2 separate regions of the Sus scrofa genome follow, and region 2 is linked to region 1. The links are chromatin contacts, called in public HiChIP or PLAC-seq maps. All regions are on one chromosome and are shown on one strand. Each heading gives the region's core, a stretch centred on a gene start, on an enhancer-like site or on the middle of the called end of the contact. The rest is flanking DNA. Distances are from core to core; before and after follow the strand shown.

What was found. HiChIP or PLAC-seq counts read pairs in DNA pulled down with a chosen protein or histone mark.
Region 2: an H3K27ac HiChIP or PLAC-seq map of alveolar macrophages shows a contact between it and region 1. The contact joins the promoter of ADO here to the promoter of ARID5B in region 1. A contact is called at or near these places in 2 of 47 Hi-C or Micro-C datasets (omental adipose tissue and skeletal muscle) and 2 of 2 datasets of contacts at active chromatin or transcription factors (alveolar macrophages and skeletal muscle).

Annotation. Positions count from the first base shown.
Region 1 is chr14:65,406,649-65,410,151 of Sscrofa11.1, forward strand. It overlaps ARID5B (AT-rich interactive domain-containing protein 5B), which reads left to right and starts at 1,955. Exons shown (of 10, transcript XM_021072755.1): 1 at 1,955-2,450; 2 at 2,881-3,135. The coding sequence starts at 2,430.
Region 2 is chr14:66,275,457-66,278,959 of Sscrofa11.1, forward strand. ADO (2-aminoethanethiol dioxygenase) reads left to right here and starts at 1,768. Exons shown (of 1, transcript XM_005671024.3): 1 at 1,768-3,503. The coding sequence starts at 2,491. The coding sequence ends at 3,303.

The DNA of each region.
Region 1 (3,503 bases), core at 705-3,204:
TGCAACTCAAGTTTTTTAATATAGGATTTCTTGAACTGGACATATATATTTACACTAACAGGACAGAGACTAATTGAAGCCTAGGGCATCTCTCCTATATTTAAAAAAAAGTACATGTAAAATGCCCTTCAGTCAAGTTCATTCATATGTAAAAAAATGAACAAAATGGGTTATTCTAATCAAACGTTTGCAGTATGCATCATAAAGTTAAAAAGAGAGAAAGCGCCAGAGAGCTGTAATTTCTCTTTGTAACCCATGTTTATAAAATAGAAAGATCAGATGAAATTTCAAGGCAGATAATTAAAGAGTGATGTGCAAGTCATAATTTGACTAATGCAAAAGATGGGAGACTGCGAATGGTTACATTGTCCTCCTCCACTGTGCAGAGTTGTGATATTACTTTAAATTATTAAAATAGTTTTCAACATCTTTCAGAATACCGGCTCTTTGGCATGGGCTTTTATTACTTATTGTAATTGGAGGATCTGCCATTTTCTTTCGTTTATCTCTGTGTGTATAGAAACGAGATAGATCTTGCCTTTTATTACTTCCCCATGTTCTGAATCAAAAATGTGGTTTAGATAATGTTAAGTGCCCTAATTCTTACTGCATCGGACTCAGACGTTATGAAAAGGCATAAAAATACACAGAGAGGGTCTTTCCACCTCAAGTCACTGAATATGAGGCATTTGTGCTCTGCCGGGTGTATTAACTTCAGCCATGTGAATATAATTTTCATTAAAGTAATCCTGTTTCAACTAGATGCTGTGACTAGAGGTGAAACGTTGCGAAAGCGTTAAAAATAGCTTACTAGTAATTTCAACATCCTGTAATTTTATCACAGATCAAGTTTCAACTGTCATACTATAACAGACCTTATTCCCCATATAGTACATGTTTACTTTTTTAGCATGCCAGACCCACTTTGGAAAGATTGGTGCCAATATAATAAAATCGGAGGCGGGGGGGGGGTATACTGAAAGGAGTGGGAGGAGAGCCGAGAAGGGGGTGGGGGAGCGTGGGGGAAGCGAGTACACCATTTTACATCAACACTGCGAAAATGCAATCTAGCCTGGCGGAGGACCGGCAGCTGGGTCGGAGCGAGCGAGGGCTTTGCAGTCTCTGCCTGTTCCTTGTTCTGTCGCTCTTAAGTTTCTCTGTGTTTGCATAATAGCCGTGCATGCAAACCTCGCAATGCTCCAGGGCTCCAGAACAATAAATATACACATTTAAAGCCTTTATTGTCTTACGGTTCATGCCCCCGGTTTTCAACAGCTTAATTTCTGGTTGTATTTAACTAGTTTGCAAATGGATTTTTTCAGTTTCAAACTATTATTGAGGAAGCTCCCCTCCCTTTTTTGGCGGGGGAGGGGTTGGGGGTGGGGTAGGAGTCGGTATATTATTCCTGTAGCGCTGGGTTATATAAACACATTATCATTTGAGAGCGCCCTTGGCGTCCATCAGCATTGTAAACACGTACTAGTGTATATACTTCAAAATTAAAGAATGCACACGCAGAACCGGGAGCCTGAATTCATATTCCGAGCAGACTCGCTGCTCGCATTTATTGATTTATCATGCATCGTTTATTGTTCCAGTCCCTAAATGCAGTCGCTGTCCGTTCAATATTGTTTGCAAAATCCTGAAATGTGTGTGCACTGCTCACTTGTCTTTCTGTTTTTTTTTTTTTTTGCTGAGTGTTTTTTTTTGCGAAGCGAACAAATGCATTAATATTTATATGTTTATATAATCGATAACCCACTTTTCTCTTCCATGTAAATAGGCATCAAAAGATAATTTAACAGATTAGTTCTCGAAAACATGGCAGTGAGGAAGCGTAATTTAACTATCAAACAAATCTACATGTCTAATAACAGCAAATCTGCTAAGGAGCATTAGAAAGAGGAGCAGCGCCCCGGAATCTCTGCAGGAAATGTTCTTTATATTAGACATATACAAGCAGGTCCTGTCAGATGCACAGCGGAGCTCGCTACCTCTTGTCTCCTCCAAAAAATCTCACCAAACGATACCCCTAGACAAGGGAGACAGAGAAGAGGGAGATCTCATCTTTGCACAATTTAAGAGTAGATTTTATTTTTACAAACCTTCCTATATGTTTTTTGCCTTGATCCATCCGCTTCCCGCCGAGATTGGACGGAGCCTTTCTCCCGATTATGAATTTGATCAACCCACATTTGGAAGGAACCCTACACAGTTCTGACAGGAGCTGAAAATTGAGTCGTCAGAGAAATATTAGGACATATTTTCAATCATTTTGGTGCTGGGGGGGAGGCAAGGGCTTAGTTTTATATTGAGACATTACGCCAGCTGAAGGCAGAGAATGTTTTTCCCTGCCAGGACCTGATGCAATCCATTCAAGCCAACAAGTTTGGAGAGAATGTTGAGTTCAATCAATTCAGAACGTCGAGATGGAGCCCAACTCACTCCAGGTATTTCGCTCTTCTCCGCTCCTCCGATCCCGGCACCCCCCCGGCACCCCCCAGGCCCCCAGCTTACCCACACCTCTGCACCCACCCACACCCCCCACAAACTTTTCACCAAACTTTTACCCTCTGCATCCCCCCAAATCATTTTTATTGTTTAAAAAAATCCCTGCACCGATCATACATACATAATGTAATTTTACCTCCTCAGATGGAGAGGTAGGGAGAGGTGGCGGGGGGGGGGGGGGGCTGAGGGTTTTTTTTTTTTCTTTTAAGGGAGGCAGAAATTTTGTGGGCTCTATTATTTTCCACCCAGCTTTATATCTGTTGCCTCTTCTGTATTAAGAGTGTGGATGTCTGTGTGTAAATATGTCTGGGAATAGACGTTTGTGCTCTGATGGCTACATTATTTATTTGGTGCTTTTTTCCCCTGCAGTGGGTCGGCTCACCGTGTGGCTTGCACGGACCTTACATTTTCTACAAGGCTTTTCAATTCCACCTTGAAGGCAAACCAAGAATTTTGTCCCTTGGCGACTTTTTCTTTGTAAGATGTACGCCAAAGGATCCGATTTGCATAGCGGAGCTCCAGCTGTTGTGGGAAGAGAGGACCAGCCGGCAACTTTTATCCAGCTCTAAACTTTATTTCCTCCCAGAAGACACTCCCCAGGGCAGAAATAGCGACCATGGCGAGGTGGTAAACTTATATCTCCCTTTCTTCTTCCTTTATTATTTTTCCCCCAGTAATGCTTATTACAGGGCAAGCTTGAAAATACTGTATTCACTTCTGCAGGCGAGCAGGATCGACTCCTTTTTTAAAGGGGTAGCGCCACTAGCTGGGGCTCGAGTATTTTGCCATTGTCAGAGTTTGGCTGTCAGCTTTACAAAGAGGATCCAACTGCTGATTTTAGTCAAGATCAAATAACTTGTTCGAGAAGGGTTTTGTTCAAGGATGTGTGTGCGCGTGTGTGTGTGTGTGTGTGTGAGAGAGAGAGAGAGAGAGAGATCGTTCGCTCTCCTGCTACTGCTGCCTGAACATCACATGCTTTTTATGTTTTTTGC
Region 2 (3,503 bases), core at 518-3,017, 870 kb after region 1:
AGAAACGCCTCATAATATCCCATTTTATAGATGACCTTCAGTTAAATAAGTACAGACAACTACTAGGCAATAAGAGATCTGGAAATCAAACACAACTGTATGTTACTAAAGTCTGATCTATTGAGTCTATACCACCACTAATTATACTTAATAAAGTCAATAAATAAAAATCCAGATTTTTAAATGATGCATTTTCCTCTTAATTTAAATATTCCTCACTTTAGAAAAAGATCGCATGGGATTTCACTATGTGGTGAACTTTGACAGTACATTTACGTACCTTACCAACAGCCTGGGAACCTCTGAAAATATATAAATCTTAAGAGTCCTTTTCTAAAACAAATAATCACCCTCTCAATCAAAATTATCAAATATTGGATTTTCCCGTAGTGTCTCAGTGGTTAGCAAATTTGACTAGACTCCATGAGGATGCAGGTTCAATCTCTGGCCTCGCTCAGTGGGTTAAGGATCTGGCATTGCCCTGAGCTCTGGTGTAGGCTGCAGACACAGCTGGGATCTGGCATTGCTGTGGCTGTGCCTGTAGCAGCAGGAGGCTACAGCTCCAATTAGACCCCTAGCCTGGGAACTTCCATATGTCGCGGATGTGGCACTAAAAAGACAAAAAAAAAAAAATTACCAAATATTAAGAACTGGTTCACTGTTCACAGATCTAGCAGTGGTTCTCTAACCTGGCTGACAATTAAGAATAACTTAAAGAGCATCTTAAAAATAAAAGTTCTGGGCTTCACACCAGTTCGTATGAATCAGAATCTCTTGGGTTTCACTTCCAAATCTTTATTTTTATAAAGCTCCCAGGGGCTTCTGATGAGTAAGCAAGTCCAGAATGACTGCTACTCTACTCCATTATACAAGTGAATAAACTGAGGACCTAAAAGGAAAGGGTCTCCTAAAGACGGACAACTTGTAAAGTAGGACCGTGGGCTGAAAAAACAATATTCTAACTCCTTATTTAATGCTTTTAACACCAATTTGAGCTGCTAGTTTTGGTAAAACGTTGATTAGGCTATCTATATCGGTTATTTACTACCCCCTAGAAACTTACTTATTCATCTGAAAACTGGGAATAATAATGTTTACCTCTTGAGATTGCTGTGAGGATTAGTATAATATTCATTAGATAACGGATGGGAACACAATGCCTGCCTTAGAGTGAACACTCATTAGATACGTTAGGAAGCCCACTTTAAAAAAAAAAAAATTATAAATAAAAAGCATTCCTTTTTTAACTAGAGAGACTTTACTGAACCACTCTAATTACAAAATGAACAAGAAACCAATGTTTAGCTTTGGAAATCCAAAAGGACTTTAAACTCAGGGTAAGGTTAAGTTCAAGAGCTTGCCTGATTCTCGCACAACACTTGTTTCTCACAGGATGCCTCAAAATAATCTCTGGATGAAGACCAGGAATCTGCATTTTTAAAACGCTCCCTCCTCCTCTAACCAGGTGCTTCTTAGGCAAACTAACGTTTGAGAACCATTAGTACAGGGACTCAGTGACCGCAGCAAATGGCCTCTCAAGTTCTAGCAAAAAAACTGCCGTGCTCTGTAATCAGAAAAGCAGCGTCATCAGACCCCAATGCAAACAACAGCTGGGGACGGCTGTGTAAAATAACTGTGCTGATTACCAGGAACAGCTCGACACTCTGATCTCCTAAGAAACTTGGAAAATCGCAAAAGTGCGGTTCCGTAATCCCGTGGCAGACAGAGCTGCCTGAGCGGCCACAAGGAGCTAAAGTTAACCCAACAGCCTCCTTCCCAGGGCTAAGGCCACAGGAAAGCGACCTTGGTTGATTGACCAGGCCCGGGCGGCGCCAGAAGGTTAACGACCCTCTTGCCCTGTTCCTTGAGGCGGCCAAGAGCCTTCACCACACAACAGGCCAGCTGCCGGAAGTGCGTCACCCCAACCTGCTGGGGAATGCTGGGAGATGTAGTGAACTGGCTACTTCTCTTATACCCCAACTTTTTCTTCAAACAGCAAACACCATGGAACCGTAATGAAGGTAGCTCTTAACACCAACAAATCTAATCCGTCCTTTTTCCAGCTGACAAAGAGAACTCTCTCAGAGCGCATGCGGAATATCAGACTACAAGTCCCAGGATGCTCTGCAAGGCACCAGGTCCGCCTGGCTACCGCCGTAGGTGCGGGCCGCATGAATGGAGCTTCGGGCGTAAGGCAAAGCCCAAGACCGTCTGCGCGGCCGGTACCTGCTCCCGGAGCGTGAGTGCTGGGTGTGGGCCGTGCGCGTGCGCGCTCAAAGGGGGCGCAAGGCGGGCGCGTCCGGCCGTTGCGGGCGTGTGGCTGCTGGGGTAGGCGGCTGTAGTGCCGCGCGCCCGACTGGCCGGGAGTTGCGGGGCCTTCTGCCTCGCGCGGAGCTGCGGGCAGCCGTGGCGGCCGCCGGGGACCGCAAGGGGCGAAGGAAAGCTGGGGGCGGAGGGGGCCGGCCTCGGCATGCGGAGGAACAGCAGAGCATGCCCCGAGACAACATGGCCTCCCTGATCCAACGGATCGCCCGCCAGGCATGCCTCACCTTCCGGGGCAGCGGGGGCGGCCGCAGCTCTTCCGATCGCGGCGCGGCGCCAGGCCCTGAGGCGCCTGTGCCGCAGGGCTTCCCGGAGAACCTGAGCAAGCTGAAGAGCCTGCTGACACAGGTCCGCGCAGAGGACCTGAACATCTCCCCGCGCAAGGCCACGCTGCAGCCGTTGCCACCCAACCTGCCGCCCGTCACCTATATGCACATCTACGAGACTGACGGCTTCAGCCTCGGCGTGTTCTTGCTTAAGAGCGGCACATCCATCCCGCTCCACGACCACCCTGGCATGCATGGCATGCTCAAGGTGCTCTATGGCACCGTGCGCATCAGCTGCATGGACAAGCTGGAGGCAGGCAGCGGGCAACGGCCGCGGGCCCCGCCACCAGAGCAGCAGTTCGAACCGCCGCTGCTGGCCCGGGAGCGGGACGCGGTGCGGCCGGGAGTGCTGCGCTCGCGGGCCGAGTACACTGAGGCCAGCGGTCCCTGCGTCCTCACGCCGCACCGGGACAACCTGCACCAGATCGACGCTGTGGATGGGCCTGCCGCCTTCTTGGATATCCTGGCCCCGCCCTACGACCCGGACGACGGCCGGGACTGTCACTATTACCGGGTGCTGGAGCCTGTCAGGGCCAAAGAGGCCTCCGACTCGGCCTGTGACCTGCCCCGAGAGGTGTGGCTTCTGGAGACCCCGCAGGCCGATGACTTTTGGTGCGAGGGGGAGCCCTATCCAGGTCCCAGGGTCTTCCCTTGAAGCCGCCGGCGCCCGGGAATGGTGGGCCGAAGACACGCCCTACTCAGATCTGGGCCTGGCTGGCTGCGACCACCATAAGGGCTCTCTTCCTACCCCCAGGCATGAGCGTTGGATCTACTGGAACTGGCTGTAGCCGCTTCCTCAGGAGCCTGGGGAAGCGCAGGCGACTGGACTGCAGCCACCCGGCACGGTTATGGGGG